Regions from separate parts of the Mus musculus genome. Here regions 2 and 3 are each linked to region 1. Evidence: chromatin contacts called from public promoter capture Hi-C data. All regions are on one chromosome and are shown on one strand. The core of a region is the stretch at or near the end of the contact, and the rest is flanking DNA. Distances in the headings are between cores, read along the strand shown.

Evidence for each region. Promoter capture Hi-C pulls out the DNA fragments that hold promoters and counts their contacts.
Region 2: a promoter capture Hi-C map of neural stem cells shows a contact between it and region 1. The contact joins the enhancer-like site here to the promoter of Otog in region 1. A contact is called at or near these places in 6 of 39 promoter capture datasets (the 3T3-L1 cell line, the C10 cell line, cranial neural crest and 3 more).
Region 3: a contact with region 1 is called in a promoter capture Hi-C map of embryonic stem cells, with 2.9 times the contacts expected there. The contact joins the enhancer-like site here to the promoter of Otog in region 1. A contact is called at or near these places in 19 of 39 promoter capture datasets (the 3T3-L1 cell line, 3T3-L1-derived adipocytes, the C10 cell line and 12 more), 7 of 115 datasets of contacts at active chromatin or transcription factors (bone marrow-derived macrophages, embryonic stem cells, epiblast stem cells and 3 more) and 3 of 9 other capture datasets (adipose tissue, embryonic stem cells and liver).

Annotation. Positions count from the first base shown.
Region 1 is chr7:46,239,440-46,242,466 of GRCm38.p6, forward strand. Otog (otogelin) reads left to right here and starts at 1,548. Exons shown (of 56, transcript NM_013624.2): 1 at 1,548-1,680; 2 at 2,071-2,131; 3 at 2,273-2,333. The coding sequence starts at 1,590.
Region 2 is chr7:46,674,630-46,677,656 of GRCm38.p6, forward strand. No RefSeq gene overlaps it. Among named protein-coding and RNA genes, the nearest start is that of Tph1, 8.8 kb to the left of the region's middle. Within about 2 kb of position 1,447, at least 27 of the 459 cell types and tissues checked have an H3K27ac peak or open chromatin away from gene starts, as enhancers often do. A contact at or near this core is called in neural stem cells, where this site is marked.
Region 3 is chr7:46,605,576-46,608,602 of GRCm38.p6, forward strand. All of the region lies in intron 8 of Sergef (secretion regulating guanine nucleotide exchange factor), which reads right to left. Among named protein-coding and RNA genes, the nearest start is that of Sergef, 33 kb to the right of the region's middle. Within about 2 kb of position 1,641, at least 138 of the 459 cell types and tissues checked have an H3K27ac peak or open chromatin away from gene starts, as enhancers often do. A contact at or near this core is called in the HPC-7 cell line, bone marrow-derived macrophages, embryonic stem cells and 5 more, where this site is marked.

The DNA of each region.
Region 1 (3,027 bases), core at 298-2,797:
AGACAGTTAATGCTAATTAGGATTCTTTGTCATTAACTGAGTAAGTCAGAAACTGGACAGAAAGGCTTATGGGGCATTTAGTGGTCCAGAAAAGACCACATGGGATGCAATCCTCTTTCAATTTACACCTTTGATTCTCTTTTTTCTTCTCTTTTATGTGAGTACACCGTTGCTCTCTTCAGACACACCAGAAGAGGGCATCAGATCCAATTACAGATGGTTGCAAGCCACCATGTGGTTGCTGGGACTTGAACTCGGGACCTCTGGAAGAGCAGTCGGTGTTCTTAACCACTGAGCCATCTCTCCAACCCCTTTTCTTCTCTTTTTTGAAGTTTATTTTTATTTTTGCGTATGAATGTTTGCTTGCACACACACACACACACACACACACACACACACACACAACCACACACACACAGTGTGCATGTCTGCTGCTGTGAAGGCTGTGAAGAGGGTTCCTGGCATTAGAATTATAAACAGTTGTATGCAATGTGAATGCTGGGAACAGAACCCCCATGCTCTGCAAGAGCAACAAGTCCTTTTAACTACTGAGCCACTTCTCTAGCCACTTCTGAATTTCCAAAGTATATCACATGGCTGTTGGTTTCATATTTAGAACCCGGGGAGGGGGAATGTCCTTACCCAGAAGAACGCAGCCCATAGCCACTCAACCCCTCTTTCCTGGCACCATAGCCATCCTTTAAAAATGACTTCCCATTTGATTTTTTGGTGTGGCACTGGGTGTGGGTTCCTTTCCCACAAATGTCTCTACTCTGAGACCACCCTGTGTTCTGCAGGACGCTCTCCTTGACTCTCAGCCAGTGTCTTCGAGAGGCCAGCTTGCCCACCATATGTTTAGAACAGTAGGTGGCACAAAACAGACTCTCAACAAATCTGCTAAATGAATGTGTGCATCCCAAGTTCTAGCCCTACCCTGGGGCTTGTGAGAAGCCCGTTCTTCCTGGAAGTACCTCTTGTTCATAAAACCCAACTTGTCACCACTCTGGCTTTGATGGGAACAGCCAAGCATCTTGGTCCTTCACACAGTATTTCCCGGCAAGACTGTGGACTAAGGCCTTGCCCATCCAAGCTCTTACTGAACAGAGGATGGGGACTTGGGGCCCAGATGAAGCCAGGGGGTGGGGGGCTATGGACACACAGACAACCTCTCTGCAGATTGAGCCCAGTCTCTAACTGCTGAGTGGCTCTTCCCAGGCCTCGGAGGAGTGGGCCTCTGTAAAAGGAGAGAGGCAAGTAGTGAAATGTCTGCTCTCCAGTGGAAGGGGCTTCTAGGACCCAGGTGAGGGAATTGGAGTCTGCCCAGCTTGTCTCATTGCTCCCCCAGAGGCCTTCCCTGGGGAAGGGTAGTTACAAAGGCATAGAAGGACAAAGACTGGTCTGTAGCCTGGTTCTCAACTTATGGTAATGAGCTGGGCAGGCCTGTCACCCTAGCCTGGGGAGGAGTCAAGAGCCTGAGAGGAGGGCCTAAGGGAGAGGGCAAGATTGCCCAGGATTGCAGCCACCAGTGGAGGTGTGACCCACCTAGGAGCAGAGCCCTGGGCCAGGCTCTCTGATTGCCTGGCACCCTGATGGGAGCCCGCATGCCCAGACGATGCTTGCTTCTTCTCTCTTGCTTTTGTCTACTTAGGGTTGAGTCCACTGCAGAGGTGCAGCACCAGGGTGAGACGGGTTATGAACCGGGGGAATCTGGGGCTGGGAAAATGTTTAAGCGAACAGGTCTGGGCCGGGTTGTAGAGAAGAGAAAGAAGGTGTGTGAGAAAGGGCAGAGACCTGTGAGAGGGGAGGAAGACATCTAGACAGCCAGGCCTGGGACCCAGATAAGGTAGTTGAGAAGAGATGGAGAACTAGAGACAACTGAGGTCCAAAGGTCCAAGGGGTGGAAGGAAGGAAACCTTCTCTGGAAGGGTCCCGAGAGCTGGAGAAAGAAAGGGCTTCAGAAAATGGGGGTGGGTTGGGGTGAGGGTGGGGTGGGTGCCCAGTGGGAGAATACAGTGGGAGCCCCCAGCAAAGGGGGTCTTACCTGGTGTGGAGAATATGGTCCCTCCCTAGCCTCAGCACTCACATGGAAAATCAGTGCAGAGCTGCAACAGGAGCCTGCTCCTGAGCCCAGGTAAGTCACTGCCTCACCCATGGTCCCTTCATGCACACAAGAACCCAGGAGCTTAGTGTATCGGGAGGGCTGGGCTTTGGGGTGAGTGGAAGCAAGGCCGCTCCTAACTCCTTACATATGCCAAGCTCATTTCTCATCTAGCCACACATACCAGGAGATGTCCCTTGCAGTGGAGGATGTCACAACAGTTATGGAAGGCCAGGTAAGAGATGCCCGGGGGTGGGGGTGGGGCAGAAGGGCATGTCCCCAGGCAAGGGACTTCCTCTGGGCCTGAGATAATAGAAGATTTTCTCAGGGGTCATGTGGAGAGGAGCGAACACTCTGGTGCGTGTCTGAGTGTGTAAATTCATGACATCCCTCTGTCCCCATTTTTCTAGTCTCTTGGGTCCCTAGTATTTCTTTTTAGGAGAGGCAGGCATCTCCCCTTTCAGGAGAAAGCTGAGTCCTCCCCAGCCCAGAGGAGAGCAGGCAGGTGAGGGCTTAGGAGAGTGGAATTCTCTTCTCAGTCTTACTTGTGAAGCTGGAAATCCTATCAAAGGCCCTCTCTGTACCCTATGCACTGCCACAGGAAGGCTACTCTGAGAGGCAGATCTGGGTAGTGTGGGTGGGGCCTGAGGAAGAGTACTTAAGATTGTCCTCTGACCTGCACACTCTCACAAGTGCACACAGACACTATCATACGCGCGTGCACACACACACACTCTCTCTCTCTCTCTCACACACACACACACGCTCAGATACATAGATATATATGCTCAGACACATGCACATATGCACTCACACATACCCACTCATACATACACACTCACACACATACTCATACACACATACTTGCTCAGACACACAATACATACTCACACACTCACACACACACATACATACACGCTCACATACAC
Region 2 (3,027 bases), core at 197-2,696, 440 kb after region 1:
AATCAAACCCAGGGTCCCACACTTGTCAGGCAAGTTCTGACTAATGAGATAAATCCCCAAATAAGTTTTGGGTTGGGTTTGGGGGGGGCGGTTGTTGTTGTGGAATAATTGTTGTGGTGGTAGTGATTTTTTTGTTTTGTTTTATTTTGTTTCTAGTTTCTTACATGTATACAATGTATCTTAGCAGATCCACCCTCCACTCAGATCGCCTCCAGCCCCCAACACATCTTCCAACCTGATATCCTCTTCTTTTTAAACAACACAGAGTCCTATGATGCTGCTCATAAACCATGAGTGTGGGGTCATCCACTGGAGCACAGGCGGACTGCACTCCCACTGCCCTACCAGCCACCACTGCTGCACTCCCGCTGCCCTACCAGCCACCACTGGCAAAAGCAACTCAGGGTGGGAGTTTCTCAGGCCCCTCTCCCCCATATATGCTGATTTTTTTATAACTTTTTATTGATACTTTATGAATTTCCCATCATTCACTCTAGTCCACAGCAAAAGCCCTGCTGAGTTTTGAGCGCCGAGTTATTCAACAACAGAGTGTGGGTGTGCAGAGAGCACACTGTGGCAGCTTGCCACGCATCGGTCAGATGCAGGAGGCCGTTCTCAGGCTGATCTAGTCAGTTTTTTTTTAAAGATCCTATGAACAGATGGATGCTTGTCTACATTTATGTCTGTGCACCAACTGCATGCATGTGGAGGCCAAAAGACGCCATCAGATTCCCTGGAACTGCATTAGAGATGGTTGTGAGCAGCTATGTGGGTGCTGGGAACCGAACCTGGGTCCTCTGCAGGAGCAGCCACTGCTGCTGAGCCACCTCTGTAGCTCACTGATGAGCATTTAATGCCATGCTACAGAGAGACTGAGAGTCCAGTATCCATGCAGTATTGAGAATTGGGTTCAAGAAAAGTATTTTTAATATTAAAATGTGATTTGTATTGAAAATTAAGGGAAAAACATCTATTCAGATAAAAAATGACTATTGCAGAAAACAAAACATACAAAAGATCCCTTCATTGAGAAGGCCCAGGTGCCAGCACGTCCTGTGAGAGACGAAGCTCAAGCTAACAATAATTCCATATGTGTTTGTTCAGAAAGAATACAATCAGCACATGTGTATGTGAGAGAAATGAGGGGTGCGGTGACACAAGACTTTCCTCATTGCTCGTCACCAGGAAGGTCTGAGCACAGAGCAGACACGCTTTCACAGAAACCACCACAGATGCTCCAAGCCCTGTCCGATTCAACTAGACATTAACTTGAAGAGGAAACGCGGTTAATGGGAGAAGTCAGGCCGAGACAAACTCTCTGGAGTCCTCAAGATCCAAATCTACCAAGTCCCCACCCTGAAAAGACTATCACCCTCACATGATGCTTTGGGCCTGTGTCTGATAACACCCGGGGATTTCTGGGGAGAGCTAGACACGAATGTGCTTAGACACCAGAGACAAGATGCAAATCTCTCCTGTGCTACCAAACACACAGGCCAGTACGGTAAACTCACATGATGCCTTCAGCAAGCTCTCGGGGCAGATAACACCTCAGGGCTTTCTGGGAAGAGCTGGGGACACGTTTGTGTAAATGTGGTGCTGTGCATGCTTCATTTTAAATCCACCTCATTTCTCAGTAGTTTAAAAATATATATAACTGAAAACCACATGAGTATCTCTGCTCCATCACCTCAAACCCCCTGACTGAGGGTCATCTCATACTCACTGAGAAGTTAGCCTAGTTAGTGTGGGCCATGACAAAGCTGTGCTTTGGCATTTGTCTAAAGACACATGGGTGGGGAGGCAGAACCCAAGGCCTCCCCCTAGCCCAGGAAACTCTTTGTCTCAGTGTGCTTCAAACATCAGACTAAAGAACACAAAGAATTACTTCACTTTTAGTTTTGTGGGGGTATGAGGGATGTGTCTTGAATCTTACAGAGCCCCCCCCCAACTTTACTAAGATAGTTATTATAAAAGTACTTAAGGGACTGGAGTTAAGAGTACTGGCTGCTCTTCCCAGAGGATCCGAATTCAATTCCGCACATTTACGTGGTGGCTCACAGCCATCTGCAACTCCAGTTCCAGGGGGATCCAATGTCCTCTTCTGGCCTAGTCAGGTTCCAGGCACATACACAGTGCACAGACATACACACAAGAAAAACACACACACACATAAAATAAAAATAAATAAATCTTCTAACGAATTTTAAGGACTCAGTTCCACTTGGAAGAGCCAAGTCGAATGCTTTAGGATGCCCCATTTGGTTAGCAGACAGTAAGAAGGGTGCCCTTACTGGACAGAAGGGAGATGTGGCTCTCTGCCCAGATGAACAAAACAGATGGAGAATGTGTCTTTCTCTGCCCAGGGAAGGACAGTGCTCAGCATTGTTAGGAATCATCAGGAAAGTGGTTGTCTGGGCTTTTAGGATGGGAGAGGTTACCCTATGAGAATCGATGGCTGCTGACCCCAGTGTCTGCAGTCTTGTTTGCTCTGTGCTGTGTACCGAGGCCTTATCACCGTCTCATTCATGGCTGCCAAACCTTCCTCCAAGCAAGTCAAACAGGGTTTGCTGGGGCCACTGAGCACAAAGCCTGGACCATTTGTCTAATTTAATGATCTCTGAAGAGAACCTTTTAGAAAACAGTATCACTGAGTCTACATGGGGCCAGGGGGGAGAGGAAAGTGAGACAATCTCCCTTCCTTGTTTCTGTAATTGAGCTCAAGGGGGAGCAGCCTGGCTTCCACAGCGATCAGGGAAGACTCCAGGAGAAGCAAAATGCGACCCTATGGAAGGGCCAAGAGAAGAAAACGTGCCTTGTGGAGACAAAGGTGGCCAGACCCAGAGAGCTAAGCATGGAAAAAGATTCTCATCTCATCTCCCGGGAAATCCCTCCGACAAGGGCTTATCCCCCAGACCCCAACTGGAAGAGGCTCAGGAGGCACTTCTCCCAGCTGTGCCAGATGTTAGGAGACTTTACAGACTCTCGTGTGGGGAAAGTAAATCCATACAGCCCCAGCCCTTCCCT
Region 3 (3,027 bases), core at 391-2,890, 370 kb after region 1:
TCCTCCCAGCACTAAGATCTAGGAAACCGTGAGAGGTTGAGCGTCAGCATCCTCCTAAAATAGGCTGGAACCCTGGCCTGACGTGATGGTGCGAGGAAGAGGGGCCTGTGGAGGTGACAAGGTCAGAGGGTGGGGGTCTTCATGAACACTAGCGGTGTGCTCGCCCCTCTGCCACGTCAGAGGCCATGGCTGCCTATGAGCCAGGAGAGTAGACTCAGAGAGGAACTGCCAGCACTTTGGTAACACTTCCTAGACTCTGGACTGTGGGAAATAAGGTTCTGTTATTTCTAAGCTACCCGGTCCATCTAAAGTAAGACAGCCACTTGCTACACACCCAGTGAGGTCACAGGGAGGGGAAATAATGTGGTGAGAGGTGAGACCAGACCGGGGTGGGGGGGGGGCTCACAGGTCCACGTTGTTTCTTAAGTATCTATGCTATTTTGAAAAGGCCGCTCAACCCTGCTAAGCCCTGGACTGCATGTGGAGTGCAGGGGCAAGGGATCCTAGCTCAGGACACTACGAGGAATCTGTATGTGACAAACCAGAACTGGGCAGAGTGCTGATATATGACGGGTGCCTGGCAAACACCGGTCCCCTACTCCAACCTTGGATGTTACTCTCTTCAGCCTGTCTCCAGCAAGGCTTTGGAAGCCTTGACCTCAAGGAGAACTAATGAGGGGAGGTCCTGGTCAAAACAGAGCCCTTTGCCCATGCTGTGTGTAGGTGGGTGGGAATCAAGACAGCCAAAGAAATGTGCATCTCTGCTGTTCCCCACTGTTTCTAGCTCAGACCCCAATCTCCGGCTCTCCCATAGGACAGCCAGCTAAAGAGCCAACCTCAGCTCATCTCATGAGCAAAGCCCAGCGAGGATTTGAGATCCCTTCAGCTCTGACCTTGCTAATTCTTACTCTAAATGCTGTACACACACACACACACACACACACACACACACCTTGTCCCCAAGGCTGTCTGCCTGCCCATTGCTGCCATCTGGTGGTGGGCAGACCCTGCTGCCCTTGGCTTTAGGCAAGCACTGGGCATGCCCCATGGGTGAATGTACCTACTCTAAAGGTGGCTCTTCCTTCACCGCCGGACACACCCTGCACTGTTCCAGGCCACAGATCAATGGGTATCCATTGCCAAACACAACAACAACAAAAAGAAAACAATGCCAGGTTTTCGCCTCTAGCGAAGATGACGCAGCTGCAGTAGGAGACTGAGCTCACTGGGAGGAAGTGGCCTGCCCAAGGTTGCCTAGCTGCCAGGCTCCCAGGACAGTACACAATTTTACTTTACCACAATGTTTAAGGTAAGTGGGCACTTGCAGATCAAAACTAAAGTTAGCCCAGGGCTGAGGAAAGGAAGCCTCCAGAAGGTGGGAACACAATGTTGCAAACACTTCTTGCAAAGCCAGGAAAATAGTTACGAACTCAAACAGCTTGGGCACCAGCTGGAAGGCTTGCTGGAAAGCTTTGCCATCCTCGGACCTTGGAGGGCAGGTAGCAAGAACATCTGCAGGAGACAGCCCCAGGAGCCAGCACAAGCTAGGTTTTAATCTACGCAGTCATCAGATGGGTGAAGACAGGGGCAGCCATGCATGCATGCGTACTTCCTGCGCTCCACCACACACTACAGGCAGGAGCCTGACTTCCTGCGCTCAACCACATGCCTGCTCTTTATAGGGCCCACATATCATACCCTTGGCTCTGTCTGCAGCCATCTTCTGTGCTACGTAATGCAGGGCCAAAAAAAAAAAAAAGCAACGTGTGGCTTTACGCAGACCACTCTGCCATCCTTCCCTCTGTCATCTCACATCTGCTATGTATTTATTGATGTTTTGTAGGGTGTGTTCCAAAGTCCTTTTTCCTTTAAAATGCTAGACTCTGAATCCTGCACGCAAGCCAAGGCTCCTCAAGGGAATGTAATCAAACAATGCTGCCCTCTAGTGGCCAGATGAAGTCAATTTCCCCCTCCCAGCTTGGCTAGCTAGCCATGCTCCCACTCAATCCCACCCTGCACTGGCCTTTAGCCAAAAGTACCTAACTCCAAGGAAGACAGAGTCGACCGGCTCAGCCCCTCAGCTGTCCCCACAAGAGTGAAGGAACCCTCTGTCCTTGGGAACAGATGCACTCTGGAGCATCAAGACCTTTCATGACTTTCAAGTCCCCTCTGCAGATGAGGAAACAAAGGCTCACGGATGCCCAAAGGAGCCCAAGCTGATCAAGCTGACTCATGACTGAGCCAAAAATAGAGCCCACTTTTCCCGCCTCCTGCTACAGCCTCTTGCCTCTTCTCCATGTGACCTCTCAACTGAGGTCCAGGGAGGAGACTCGTCAAGGGCATCCACGCTGCGCTCACTCACTAAAAGGGGATCATGTCCTGGCCTGAAAGAGTAAGCCATTTTCACTTTCCTTTTGAAATAGCCTTACGAAGGCTACCATCAGACCGGAAGATCTGTCCATCCACGTGTGCATTCCCCCTGCCCCTCAGCACACATAATAAATAAAGTAAAATTTAAAAAGAATAATATCTACAACCTCTGACTGGCCACACGAATGAAGGGGGAGCCAGAGAGTTTTTAAGAGTCTTGCCTTGCTAGCATAGAAAATAAAATGCACTTTAATCAGACCTATCAGAGGTAATATTCTGGTATATTTCTTCCTAATCTTTTTATAACATTAGCTGAGAATTAGAAAGTACCGTGCGAGGCTATCCCTGTAGCATTAAGTCTCCTGAGCGCGCCTCTGAATGGCAGTGTGACGCTCCAGCATGTGACTGTGCCTGAGTTCTTTCAACCCACCCCCCTTTGTTTCATTGGTTTCTGTCATTAGAAATCAGGCAGCTGTGCATGGCATGACAATCACTGTCTGAACACATATATCGATCCTGATTACTTCTTAAGCCAGTTTTATTGTCACAGAATGAAACTGGGGTGGCCATAAGAATAACCACAGGGCCAGCGAGATAGCTCGACGTAAGGGGCACCGGCCTCCAACCAAGTCTGACACCTGAGGTCAATTCCCAGGT